2 separate regions of the Mus musculus genome follow, and region 2 is linked to region 1. The links are chromatin contacts, called in public Hi-C maps. All regions are on one chromosome and are shown on one strand. Each heading gives the region's core, a stretch centred on a gene start, on an enhancer-like site or on the middle of the called end of the contact. The rest is flanking DNA. Distances are from core to core; before and after follow the strand shown.

Evidence for each region. A called contact is a pair of places that touch in the nucleus more often than the background predicts.
Region 2: a contact with region 1 is called in a Hi-C map of group 2 innate lymphoid cells, with 2.9 times the contacts expected there. The contact joins two enhancer-like sites. A contact is called at or near these places in 3 of 15 datasets of contacts at CTCF or cohesin (the NIH/3T3 cell line, large pre-B cells and pro-B cells), 13 of 484 Hi-C or Micro-C datasets (the G1E-ER4 cell line, Sertoli cells, embryonic fibroblasts and 7 more), 13 of 115 datasets of contacts at active chromatin or transcription factors (the NIH/3T3 cell line, craniofacial prominence, embryonic basal ganglia and 9 more) and 4 of 9 other capture datasets (adipose tissue, embryonic stem cells, liver and 1 more).

What each region holds. Positions count from the first base shown.
Region 1 is chr6:72,656,221-72,662,901 of GRCm38.p6, reverse strand. The region is part of intron 3 of Tcf7l1 (transcription factor 7 like 1 (T cell specific, HMG box)); the gene reads left to right. All of the region lies in intron 1 of Gm31391 (a long non-coding RNA gene), which reads right to left. Among named protein-coding and RNA genes, the nearest start is that of Gm31391, 4.3 kb to the right of the region's middle. Within about 2 kb of position 2,976, at least 64 of the 459 cell types and tissues checked have an H3K27ac peak or open chromatin away from gene starts, as enhancers often do. A contact at or near this core is called in adipose tissue, fibro-adipogenic progenitors, group 2 innate lymphoid cells and 2 more, where this site is marked.
Region 2 is chr6:72,746,736-72,753,360 of GRCm38.p6, reverse strand. All of the region lies in intron 3 of Tcf7l1 (transcription factor 7 like 1 (T cell specific, HMG box)), which reads left to right. Gm31249 (a long non-coding RNA gene) reads right to left here. Exons shown (of 2, transcript XR_377763.3): 2 at 3,339-4,803. Among named protein-coding and RNA genes, the nearest start is that of Gm31249, 10 kb to the right of the region's middle. Within about 2 kb of position 4,475, at least 65 of the 459 cell types and tissues checked have an H3K27ac peak or open chromatin away from gene starts, as enhancers often do. A contact at or near this core is called in adipose tissue, fibro-adipogenic progenitors, group 2 innate lymphoid cells and 2 more, where this site is marked.

The sequences.
Region 1 (6,681 bases), core at 1,727-4,226:
TGAGTCAGAGAAAATATGTATGAGAGCATCTCACGGTGATTTTTACCCGCTGTTAGAAGCCACCTCGTATACTATGTTGAACGCTCTGGGCCCGCACCAGGCAGAACTAGGAAGAATTTGACGATATATTAGCAATGCCTAGCATGGGCAAGGAAAGAGGTACACTGTCCCTGTGCCCTGTGGACAAAGTTCCAGGACTGCAGGATTGGGTTGACACTTCTAGAGAGCGAAAAGAAGGCCCGGTACCCACCTCCTGTATCACTCAGTGGTGACATTACAGAGATTCACATCAGACTTCTACTGAGCTTTGTCGCTCAAATCCAAGTCATCACCGGGCTTTCGTATTTTGCGGTTTCTCTCTCCTGAACCATCAGCGGGACCAGTTATTTAGTTGTATAGTTTGGAAGGTGTTTCTAATGGGACGTGAAAGATGGGCTGGCGAATGTGGGCTGCAGCAGAGGTGACACGGTGGAGAGAGCATTTGGGACCTTTCCGGCTTTACCCACCACCCTGATCCTTGGGAGTGGCGTTTGGTCCATCTCAGGCAAAGGGAGCTGCTAATGCATTTCACAGCCCCTCTACCAGCTCCCTTCAAACCAAGTCGCTTAAACTAGAAGTGTAGCTCAGTGGGTAGAGTGCTTGCCTCCACGGTTCAATCCTCAGCATCACATAAGCCAGACCTGATAGAACATGTCTGTAAGAACATGTCTGTAATCCCTGAGAGGCAGAGGCAAGAGGATCAGGAATTTAAGGTCAGTATGAAATCCTGCTGGGGGGGGGGGGGGGAGAGGAGAAAGAGAGAGAGAGAGAGAGAGAGAGAGAGAGAGAGAGAGCACCCGTGGGTTAAGAGAGTGACTGTGTGTGAAGAATTAAGCTCCCAGAGCCCACGCTGGGCCACTCGCACTGTCCTGTAACTCCCCAGTCAGAGCCCCAGTGTCCTCTTTTGACCTCCGCAGGCACCACATTCATGGGCACATACCTGCACACAGACTCGCGTGCATGCACATAATTAAAAAGAAACCTTTAAGAAAAAAACAAAAAACAAAAAACAAAACAAGCAGGTTGCCACCCCAAGGTTCTCCAGGTGCAGGCAGAAGGCACACTTGCAGAAGTGTCTAGAATCTGGAGAATGCTGCTGCCCATGGGAAGCAGCAAGAGATGCTAAGGCAGAACTTGACATTTCCGGCTGAGTAAGCTGAAGGTGTGTGTGTGAGGGTGAAAATTATTAATATGAGGTTACCTTAATAGCTTTGTTTCCTGTTGCTACTGTGTGATGCATGAACCTTATGGACAGTGGTGGCACACCCTTTAATCCCAGCACTTGGGAGGCAGAGAGACAATTGGATCTCCATGAGTTTGAAGCCAACCTGGTGGGCAGAGCAAGTTTCAGAACAGCCAGGGCTACCTAAAGAAACCTTGTCTCAAAAGCAAAAACAAAGATATCCAAGAGAGATACTCACTGAGATACCAGTTCAATGCAAAGGTCAGAATGGTTACTAACCTGTGCAGACGGGAGTGTGGAGATGTAAGCGCTCTCCTACGTTGCCGAGAGTAGTGCTAAGTTCTCTAAATAGGTCTACATGTTCATACACTGAACTACTCATTCCCCTTACACCTAGAAACATGTCCCATGATCCCTGTATCCACACAAGGGCCGGTGATGAGTGTTCATGGAAGCCAGGTATATTCATTACAGAGGAGGAGCAAGAACGCGCTGACTTGTCACAAACTGTGAGCCTGAAGTGAAGTGTGGTACTCTGACATCTTGGACACCAGGTAGCTGTCAGCCTCAACCTGGCAACTGGGTAAGAAGCAGATATGGACCCAGTTCTCTCCTGTGTGGTGAGGAGACCAAGGCAAGGGCCATAAGTGAAGCTGAGGGAACAGAGCTGAAGGTTAAGGGCCGGAGCCAGAACATGGGCTCTACACCCAGAGGGCTGAGGCAGCTGGCCTCAACTGGGAAAAAGATGTGCTGTGGGCGAGGGTGACCAAGTGTGGGCCACAGGGAGAGCTGGTGTGAGAGGTGTCAGCCATAGGGCAAGAGTGGGGTCAGGCCCATGTGCACTTTCTCCATCTCTTTTCATGATCAGGCACTGAGTGCAGAAATTGCTCAGGTCCAGCAGCCCAAGGTCAAGGCCAGGCGAAGGCAGTTTAACCCAGAGACCTGCAGGCTACTCAGTGAGGGCATAAGATCAGGCTCAGCATTGGCTTTGGTGGGTTCAGTTATTCATTCCTTTGGGAAACAGGATCTCACGATCTGCCTCTGAACTTGAGTTCTTTGTGCCCTCCGTACCGTGTGCCACCACACCCGACTGGCCTTTTCATCTTAAGCCTAGGGCTTTGCGCCAAGTGTTCCCATGGTCTATGCCATCAGGCTGTCCATGCCCGGTGTTCAGAGGACAGAGTTTCCCCTGCTCCTTTGAGAAGGAGCATGGAGCTGCCAGAAAGATGTGCAAGGCTGCATGTCCAGGTCTCCAGTCTGACCTCAGGCCCACATCCACCAATCACAGCATATACCGCTTTCCAGCCATCTAGGAATAGAGCCAATAATCCTAACAAGTCAGGACAGGCTAAAAATCCCCACCCCCACCCCCTCCACTCCTGCCTAGCATCAGTGGTGTGTGGCCAGCCAGTTGGTACCAGGCCAACTGTGAGTGTCTCTTCCCACCTCTCACAGTGACTCACCATAGTACCTCAAAACCAACTGTGGTGGGACTATTCACACCACAGATACCACAAATGCTACACAACAGACTCTGGTGCGTAGAAAGCAGTAGTAAGGGTTTTGATTAGAGCACCCACCAAGTGGGACGTCTCCCCCAGAAAACACTTGAGCTGTTAGAGCTTCCAAGATCGGCTCACTCTAGCCCTGGTTTTGCTCGTAAATAAAGATAACTAAAATTGATGAGTCCATGTGCAGTCCCTTCTCCACTCAGACAGGAACTTGCTACGTCACACAGGCTGTGCTGGAGCCTCTAGGCTCAACTGACCTACTTCAGCATCTTAGTAGCTGAGGGAAAACAGTGATGTCACTTTCTATCTATCTATATATGTTTAAATGTTTATTCACTGGAGAGGGGTACATGGAGGTCAAAGGACAACTTGTGGGAGTCATTTCCATCCCTCTACCAGGCAGATTCCTGAGATCTAAAGTCATCGGGACTTGGCGGCAGATAGTTTTAACTGCCGGGCCGTCTCACAAATCCACTTCCTAATTTTCTTAAGTGTCCAGCAGCCACTTGGTCCTCTCTGTTGTGACTGCCACACCATCGAGGTGGTTGATCTCTGTCGGTGAGGACAGGTCCCGAGAAATAAGGTTCCTCCCAGATCCACCCTTTGTTAGTGGTGTCAGCTGGGACACCTGCTTTGCTGAGCACCTTGATGGGGCCTTTGTTTTTAGAGGAACGTCTGCATCTGCTTTGGTTTTGTGCTTGTTTTTCCTCCTCTAGGAGACCTTCTGGGCCAGGCCTTGTCTTTAGATTGATAGAGCTAAGCACCCCTGGTTTATATGGGAGGTGACTGAGAACAGAGATGTTGGATGGAGCCCGAGACCCTGGTGCTCTGCGGATCCACTGGAGAGCTAGCTTTCTAAATCAAACCTTAGCTCAACTTCTGGTAGGAGAAACAACCGGATTCTTTGGAACAGAGATACGAACAGCTAGAAGTCGCTTGGGACAAGGTGGAGTGTGCACCAGAGCTTCCAAAATATTCGTTGGCTAAACCTTGGTCTGAATGAAAAGGGGGGGGGGGGAAGAACTTGGTTTTTAAAGACAGGGTTTCTGTATGCAGCTCTAGCTGTCCTGTTGCTCTATAGTCCAGGCTGGCCTGGAACTCAGAAATCCACCTGCCTCTGCCTCCCAAGTGCTGGGATTAAAGGCGTGTGCCAGCCACAACAATCCAGCCTTTTTGTTGTTGCTGGTTTTAAAGCAGTAAAAGAATCTGTTTATTTTTTTAAGACTCATGTTTTATTCATGCATGAATATGTATCTCTTCCTCCCTACCCTGTGTGTGTGTTTGTGTGTGTGTGTGTGTGTGTGTGTGTGTGTGCCTGCCTGCCTGTCTGTCCATCCGGCCATCCCAGTGTCCAGGAGTAAGGGTCAGATGCCCTGGCATTGGAGTTTAGGTGGTTGTGAGCTGCCTGAAGTGTGTGGTGATATCTGAGCGCACGTCCTCCGGAAAAGCAGAACGCTGTCTATCTGCTGAACCATCTCTCCAGCCCCCAAAGTATGATTTTTTTAAAAAGAACTTTTCCACAGAAAATTATCTATTGTATTAAGTCCAGAAGTAGCTTATTATAGATCCCTATGGACTTGCAAATTGAATTTATTTCGGAGGATTCGCCTATCCAGCAGCCTCAGGAAGGAACATGGCCTTCATCGACAGTGAGGTGGAACAAAGAGGTTGTGTTTGGGATTTAGTGCTGTCCAGTGCATTGATGCAAACGCTTAGAGCCACTCGCTTTATAAAGAAAATTAGGGACGCAAGTAAGAGTCAAAATAAAATGTTTTCTTTTTCTTTCATTGCTCTCTAAAGTGATTTCAGAAATTTAAGTAGTTTCCCCCCACCCCTACCCCAATCTGGGGAGGTATTTTGTCTTTATGCTACTAAGACTGGTTGGTGTATTTTCCTCTTTTTTAAACATTTATTATGTATCTAGCGTTCTGCCTGCATGTATGCCTGAAGGCCAGAAGAGGGCGCCAGATCTCATTACAGATGGTTTTTAAGAACTGAACTCAGGACCTCAGGAAAAGCAGTCAGTTCTCTTAACCTCTGAGCCATCTCTCTAGCCTGTATTTTCTTCTTTAAAATATTTATTCTGTGTTATGTGTATTAGGTATGTACGTGAGTCCTCAGACATCAGAGAGGGGGTAGGAACTGGATTTACAGATGGTTGTGTGCCACCTTGTGGGTGCCAGGACCTGAAGATGCGTCCTCTGCAGAAGACGGGTGCTTTTAACCACTGAGGCATCTCTCCAGCTCCCAGAGAGCTGGTGCATTTATAGACATAGAGTGATCTATGTGTGTTTCTGGGGGAGATAGGGGACCATGCTCCCCCACCCCATGTGGTGGGGGAGAGGTGACCTTACTGATTGATTCAGGCTCCAGGTGCTGGAATTACAGGTGTGAGTCACCATCCCTTACTAGATATAGGGTCTTAAACAGACTTCTAGGAATCAGCAGAGTTGGGCACACATACTCTGTGCTGTTCCTCTGAATCCTCGCAGTACTAAAGGAGTTATTCAGTAAAGTCCAGTCACTCAAGTTGAATAAATTGGACAATGGTGGTGCACACTTTTAATGCCAGCATTTGGGAAACATAGACACTGCCTCAAAAAAAGAGAAGAAAATGAAACAGGCTCCCTTCCATATGGACCATATGTCCAAAGGGTACTGTGATAGACTGGCCAACCCCATTATAGAAGTGGGCCTACCACATTTGTCAGAACAAAGTGGGTTAGGATTTCAGTACTTGGTGATTGCTGTCATGGGTTGAATGTGGAAAGTCCCCCTACAGACTATGTTTGAACACTTGGGCTCCAGCTGGTGATGCTGTTTGGAGAGAATGAGAAATGTTTAAGACGAGGTGTCTACCTAGTAGACTCATCGCTGCAGGGGGCATTGTAGGGTAAACGCACCTCTTGTTCCAGGCAGTACTCCGAGTCCTTCCTCTGGGAGATGTTAGGAGCTGTACCGCCTGCTGCTCAGAACTCTGACCTGCCTTCCCCACCCATGGTGAACTGAAACACCCCTGTAACTATAAGCCCAAATAAATCCCTTCCGTGTTACAGACATGGGCATCATAGTTAAACAGGCATGACCCCTGCGGAGGCCAGAGGACAAAGGATACAGACAATAACCGTTCCATCGTGAGAATGCTTTGAGTCTGGGCTCTGAGCAAAGCTAGTTTCTCACAAGCAGAAGATGCAAACATGCGGACCAGCAGAACAAAATAAGACCCTACAGCCCAGCAAGAAGTTAAAGTGAGCTGGTGTTGGGAGACAGCAAGGAAGGAAGCCTGAGGATTGGTGGGCCTGGCTTGTTGGTTTTTTTTATCCCTGAATCACTGAATACAACCAGTTAGGCTCTTAGGAAAGGGTGACTAACTGGTGTTTTTTCAGTGGTACAGGTGCAGTGCAGTGAGGAACACTTAGCTTATCCACAGAGGACAAGCATCCATTGTTCCACACCGTCTGCTTGTCCCCTGTGGAGGCAAGAGGTGACCATTGTGGAGTTGGTTCCCTTCTTCCACCTTTCCGTGGATTCTGGGGATCAAACCCAGCCCCTGAGGTTTGAAATTCCTCTATGTGCTGAGCCATCTCACCAGCCTCCACGTTAGTTGTTGCTAACGTGGGAAGAGGAGTGGCTGCGGAGACGGGTCACTGAGGACCACATTTACCATGCAGACACGAGGACCCGACTCCACACCCACATAAAAGCTAAGCCATGTGGCTCGTGCTTTAATCACGGGGGAAGACCAGCGATCTCTGGGGTTCGAGGTCAACACCCTTGCCCAATAAACCAGCTTCAGTCTCGGTGAGAACCCCCATCGCAAAAATCAAGGTGGACTGCTCCTTCAGGAGCAGTTGGCCAAGGTTGGCCACTGGCCTTGATGAACGCATGCTCACACACAAGAGACAGAGAGAGGGCAGGGCTGGGTGTGGTAGAGCATACCTGTTATAA
Region 2 (6,625 bases), core at 3,226-5,725, 89 kb before region 1:
CCACAAAGCCCACCCTCATTATTTCCTTTTCTTTTTAAAAAATGTTCTTGGTGTTGTGGTATACACACACACACACACACACACACACACACACACACACACACAAAGGGTATCAGGAGTTCAAGGCTACCATGGTCTACTTTATGAGTTTGGGGCCAGCCTGGGCTATAGAAGACAAAACAAACAGATTAAGGAGCAAAGGGCCATGCCTGTGCTTCAGAGCACGCGCGCGTGCGCCATCTCAACGACCGTGGTTCCCAGAGTGTGTGGTGTCTGTCCTGTCAGCTTGCCTTCTGCAGCTAAATCACGAAGCGAGGGTGTGTGCGCTCCTTCCTCTTCCCCTCCTCCTCTGTCACTAGAGTTGCCTCTGTGTCAGATAGGTCTTAGTTCTGAGTATGCCAAGAAAGAGAAGTAACACCCGTTGACCCGTCCAGTAGTGACTCTGAAAACTTGTCCCTTCCCTGGGCCGGGGGAAGCCGGGTGAGCAGCAGGTATGGTGGACCCTGCTGTGGCTACCGCACTGGAGTTGCTTACAGGAAAGAGGTCGAGTGACCTCAGAGACAGAGACTGACCTTGGAGTTTCCTGCCTAGGGACAGCGCGTCATGAGTTTTGTGTCTTCTTGTCAAGGAAAGAATGCATTTTTAGGTTTTATAGACATTGGAAGGATTGTTTCAGGATGCTAGGAAGAGCTGCCTCAAAAAGCAGCGTTGCAACCTCCTGCTGTGGCAAAGAGCTGCCTGTGGCTGCCCGTGGCTGCCAGTGGCTGCCAGTGGCTCCACCTCCCAGGGGTAGAGGCAGGTAGATCTCTATGCCTTAGAGGCCACCATGGTCTATAGTGAGTTTGCTGTCAGTGTTACATGGTGAGACCCTGTCTCAAGCAACAATAACAACAAGAGGCAGATCTGGGGAGATGGCTCAGCAGGCTCAGTGCTTGCTCCACTTTACTTGCTGACCTCCAACCATGAGTTGCTGAGTCGAGCACCCCCACAAAGGCCAGGCATGCCTTACATCTGCCATGCCACTGCTGGGCAGAGGGCAGAGGTAGAAAGAGGCAGAAGCTCCAGGACTGCCCGCCAGCGTGGCAGTTAAGCTCCTTCTTCAGTGAGAGGCCCTGACCCAAACCAGTCCTGAGACAGGCCTCGGAGCTTGTTGCAGGCATGGGATAGCCTTTCTTCCCTCATCTGAGCTAGAGAGGACCTTACCCCTTACCACTCTGTCTGAGCTCCCTGCTCCCCACTTTGTCCTCTGCATCCTCACTGGTTTTTAGCTTGACCTATCTATCTATCTATCTATCTATCTATCTATCTATCTATCTATCCATCCATCCATCCATCTATCTATCTATCTATCTATCTATCTATCTATCTATCATCTATTTATTGGCTTCAGCTGGCCTGGAGCTCACTCTGTAGACTAGGCTGGCTTCAAATTCACAGAAACCTGCCTGCCTCTGCATCCTGAGTGATGAAGGGTATGTGCTACCGTGCCCAACCTATCATTAATTTCTTAAATTGTTTGTTTTATTTATGGATGTGTGTATGTCAGTTTAAGTATATGGCATGTTTATGCTGCTGTCTAAAGAGGCCAGAAGAGGACATCAGATCCCCTGGAGCGCGAGTTATGGGACAGTTAGTTATAAGCCATACAATGTGGCTGCTGGGAACTGAACTCGGCTCCTGTGCAAGTGTTCCTAACCACTGAGCCCATCTCCTGCTCCCAAGCTCCCTTGGCACACATTTCTCTCTCTCAGGCATCTGTACTTGTCTGTCCTTCCCCTAAGACATTCTTCTTTATAGCAGCATGCTCCCTCCCTCTCCTTGCCTCCTGTGGTTCATAGTCACCTTCTCAGTAACCTCTCCTCCCTCATGACCACACTACTTAAAACTGTCCCCAACCTTCTTCATCCTCCTCTCTTTTATTTAGAGCACCCTTCTGCCACCAGGGGTCATCTTTTGCCTCATTTGCTATATGTCACCTCCACTGAGGCTTGTTCAGTGTGCCACCCCAGCACCCAGACAGGACCAGGCACTTAGTGGTTGCCCAAGAGATTTTTGTTTGTTTGAAATAGGGCCTCACGTATTCATGTAGCCCAGGCTGTTCTTGAATTCATTGTATAATTAAGGTGACCTTGAACCTGGGGTTTCAGGTGTGCGCTGCTCTGTTTTTCAGAGGTGCTTAGAGATCAGGCTTGGTGCTGGAGGTGTGCTCAGGCTCGGGGATGGAGGTGTGCTCAGGCTGAGTGCTGGAGGTGTGCTCAGGCTGAGTGCTGGAGGTGTGCTCAGGCTCGGGGCTGGAGGTGTGCTCAGGCTGAGTGCTGGAGGTGTGCTCAGGCTGAGGGCTGGAGGTGTGCTCAGGCTGAGTGCTGGAGGTGTGCTCAGGCTCGGGGCTGGAGGTGTGCTCAGGCTCGGGGCTGGAAGTATGCTCAGGCTGAGGGCTGGAGGTGTGCTCAGGCTGAGGGCTGGAGGTGTGCTCAGGCTGAGTGCTGGAGGTGTGCTCAGGCTGAGTGATGGAGGTGTGCTCAGGCTGAGTGCTGGAGGTGTGCTCAGGCTCGGGGCTGGAAGTGTGCTCAGGCTGAGTGCTGGAAGTGTGCTCAGGCTCGGGGCTGGAAGTGTGCTCAGGCTCTGCTGGAGGTGTGCTAGACAAGCATGCTACCAAGTGAGCTAAGCAATGGAATTTTTAAAATATATACATAAGCAGAGACTATATATTGTTTTGTTTGTTTTTTGTTTTTTTGTTTTTTTGTTTTTTTTTTTTTTGTTTTTGTTTTTGTTTTTTTTTTGAAACAGGGTCTCACTGTGTAGTTCTAGCTGTCCTGGAACTCACTCTGCAAACCAGGCTGGCCTCAAACTCACAGAGATCTGCCCGCCTTGGTCTCCCAAGTGCTGGGATTAAAGTAGTGTGCCACTACGCCTAACTGACAATATTTTAAAGGATCCAAATGTGCCTTATAAGCTTAGATTCCAGAGGAGAAAATTAAACGTATCCAGCAAATTTTCCTCCCAAAAGGCAAATATAACAAGGCTCTCTTCTCAAGCATAGGGGCCCAGGTGCCTGCAATTGTCCATCGGAACATGCATGGGCCTGTCTTTGCCTGAGCTATGGGATTACAAGACACAGGTGAGGTTGCAGGAGCTGGTCTTTTCTGATTGACAGAGACAGGCAAAGAGAGCCACGGGAGACCTCGGGAGAAGGTTGGGTTGAGAAGTACACATGGGTGCGGTCACACATTGTTTTACTCAGCTCAAAACTACCTCCTAATTGTTAATGTAGACTAAATGGAACCCATATACACTGGACACAAACAGGGGACCAGTTTTGCATTTAGAAAAGCTCCAAGTCAGTTTTTAAACAATAAATTTATTGAGATTTGCATACCACAAAAATCCATGCTTTTCATGAGGTCAGCTAAGTGGTTTTCGAAAGGTTGTGCCGCCATTACTACCCTCTAGATTTATGACATTGTCATCAGCCCATTGGTAGTCACATCCCGTTTCTCCTGCCCCCGACCTTTTCTCTGTGTTCTAGACTTATCCCAGGTAGACACAGGGTCTTTGTGATCGGCTTCTTCCATGTGGCGTGATGTTTCAAGGTACATCCATCTGTGTTGTAGCATCTTTCAGCATTCATCTCTTGCTTATGACCAAGTATTAACCCACTGCGTGGACGGATATACCGAGTCTTGTTTATCTATTCACTTGTCAATGAACCTGTGGGCTTTTTTTCTGTCTTTCAATCACCAGCAAGCCATCTGAAATGTAACGAAATGCTTGGTGTTGGTGGTGAGTTTTACAAAAAATGGAGGCAACCCTGACAGTTGGTGCAATGCTCTGGAGATAGCGGGTACGTCTACCTAGGTCATTGTCTTTCTGGTCTGCTATGATGTGTTTCTGTGTGTCGATCAAGTATAAATGGTTGACCTTGCAACCTGAGAGCTTCCTCACGAAACAGCAGAGTCCCCTTAAGCCCCTCTTCTTTCTAGCCTTGTCTTCAGTCTGCTGTGATGTCAGGATGTCCTCTCTCCTGTCCTGCACCATTCACTGTGGCTTTCTGTGAATGCTGGCTGGCTCAGCGTCTGGGAGTTGGGAGCCCTTTGCCATGTAACTGGAGAGGATGGGAGCTGTGAATGGGAGCTCCTGCTTGGGTGTGCAGTGGTCTGTGCAGGCGGGGTGGTGGGGATCAGGTTTAAATCATTGCCAAGCTTGGTTTACTCCCATTATTGCTTCTGAAAGCACAAGGCTGACCTCACTAGAAAAAAAAAATCCCTGAATTCTGATAAAAACATAAACCACAGACTTCCTTTCCTCTTAGAACAACAGGTGCCCGGCCCTGCAAAACAGGACTTTTGAATGTCTTCAGGCTGCCAGGAGCCCCTGGGGCAAAAGCTCCCCTCCCTGTGGGGTCACAGCCTAGAGGCTTGGCAGTTAGAGTTGGGGGACTTGAGATAACAAGTCCTGTGGATAACAATGCTGCCTCTTCGTCCTTTGTCCAGTTGTCAACCTCTGATTTCCCGATGGTGATCGGGTGATCTGCCATTAGCAGGTAACTCCATAGAGTGTTTTCACTGCTTCTCGGTTGTCTCTGTTTATTGTCTGCAGAGTCAGTGGTGAACAGAGAATAAAAGGAAATTAAAATAGGAAGCTGGGAAGGGCAGGAAGAGCAAATCCCCAGTCTGGCAAAGGAGAGGTGATGTAACTTGAGCCAGGCTGACAGAGGAACTTCTGACTGTTGGGAGAGGGAGGCTGAGATTCCTGTGCCGTTCTCCCCTGACATCACCAGACATGGTCAGCAGAGGCTTTTCTGTCCTGCAGAGAAAGAGATAAACAGATGGTTTCTTAAAGTTAGGGGGAGGGATTAGAAGGCTGGTTGGGGCATTCATTCCCATGGAGACAGACTTGCACCTCATAAACATTAGCTCCCCTCCACTACCACCCTGTCCCCTAATAAGGTCTTCTTGTCTAGCCCAGGCTATCTTGATCCTGTCCCACTGAGACTGAGATTACGGGCATTCACCAACATGCCCAGTTATTTACATTTGCTATGATATAGGCGGAATTGCAGGAGTGGAAAATAATGACGTTTGTAGGGACACTTGAGACTGGAGGAGACCTCAGACACCCCAGCTCTCTGTGAGCCAAAAGAAGTTCCCACGGGAAGCTCTAGTGTGTCTCCTCTCAGCCGGAGCACCGGGAGGTCTGGCCAGGTTGAAACGTGTAGTCTGTTAAGTTCGGAAGCCCCTGAGTTCACACACATCCTGCAGATAGATAGATAGATGACCATCCAGTTTCCTCTCCTCCACATACCGCAGATCCTGGTCAGGAGCTTGGGCCTTGGCAGTTAACTCTGAGGTTGGACAGCTCCACTAATGGGCAATTTTTTTTTTTTTTTTTTAGCTCTTAACCACTCCAATCCACCAACTGGATCCACCTGCCGCCGCTGCCCCGGTGTGTCTGTACTTCCACAGTGCAGGCGCTCCTCAGTGGTTCTCAACCTGTGGGTCAAGACCCATCTTGGGAGACGAGGGTTGAATGATCCTTTCACAGGGGTCACATATCTGATAATCTTGCATATCAGACATTTACATGACGGTAGCAAACTTACAGTTATGAAGTAGCAACGAAAATGATTTTATGGTTGGGGCGGGTCACCACAACATGGGGAACTGTATTAAAGGGTAACCATTAGGAAGGTTGAGAACCACTGTTCCAGCTCCTGTTGTCTCGGGGAAATTGGTTGTAATGCCCCCTCACTCACCCTTCCCAACCCATCGGAATGCTCTTTTTCAGTAGGTTACACTCTCAGAGAAGCCAGCAAATCCTGTGGCTTGCTGTGATAATGACCTAGATGTAGAAGCTTACCAACCAGCTGCTTATTTCTTACAGTTTTGAAGGGTGGATGGGGGACCAGAGGTCAGGGTCCCAGCATGGTATGGTTTGCATTGGTGACAGACTGCTGGCTGCTGCTGCATTCCTTCGTGGCAGCATAGCTCTCTGGCCTCAGCCATGAGGATTTACCTCCATAGCTTAATCTCCTCCCAAAGATTCCACCTCCAGATCCGGTCGTATTAGATTTCAACGGAGGAATTTGGTGGTAGGAGCATGAACATTCAGCCCATAATTCTTAATGTATTTACCATATGGTTAATTTGTCTTGTTTGTGTGAGACTGGGTCTCACTGCCTAGATGTTGCTGCTCTGGAATTCACTATGTAAACTATAACGTAGACCATAGATGTAGCTGGCTTTGACCTCACAGACGGCTGTCTGACTCTATCTCCCAAGTGATAGATTCAAGGTGTGGTCCACCACATCTGGCTTTATTTAAATTTTTAAAATATAATCAGTGTCTGTCACATTATGTGACAGAGGAAAAGATGATTAACCTACAGTCCAGCATCCCACTTTTTGTTTTGTTTGTGGTACCAGGGATTGAATATCGGCCCTCCTACATGCTTACCAAGAGCAGTGCCACTGAGCAACACCATACCCTTACATTGTGTGTGTGTGTGTGTGTGTGTGTGTGTGTGTGTGTGTGTGTGTGTGTAGGTCATAGGTCAGCCTTGTTCTCAGGTGTCTTTATCCTCTGAGCCATCTCCCTGACCCTCTTACTTTTGAAACAGAGTCCTGGT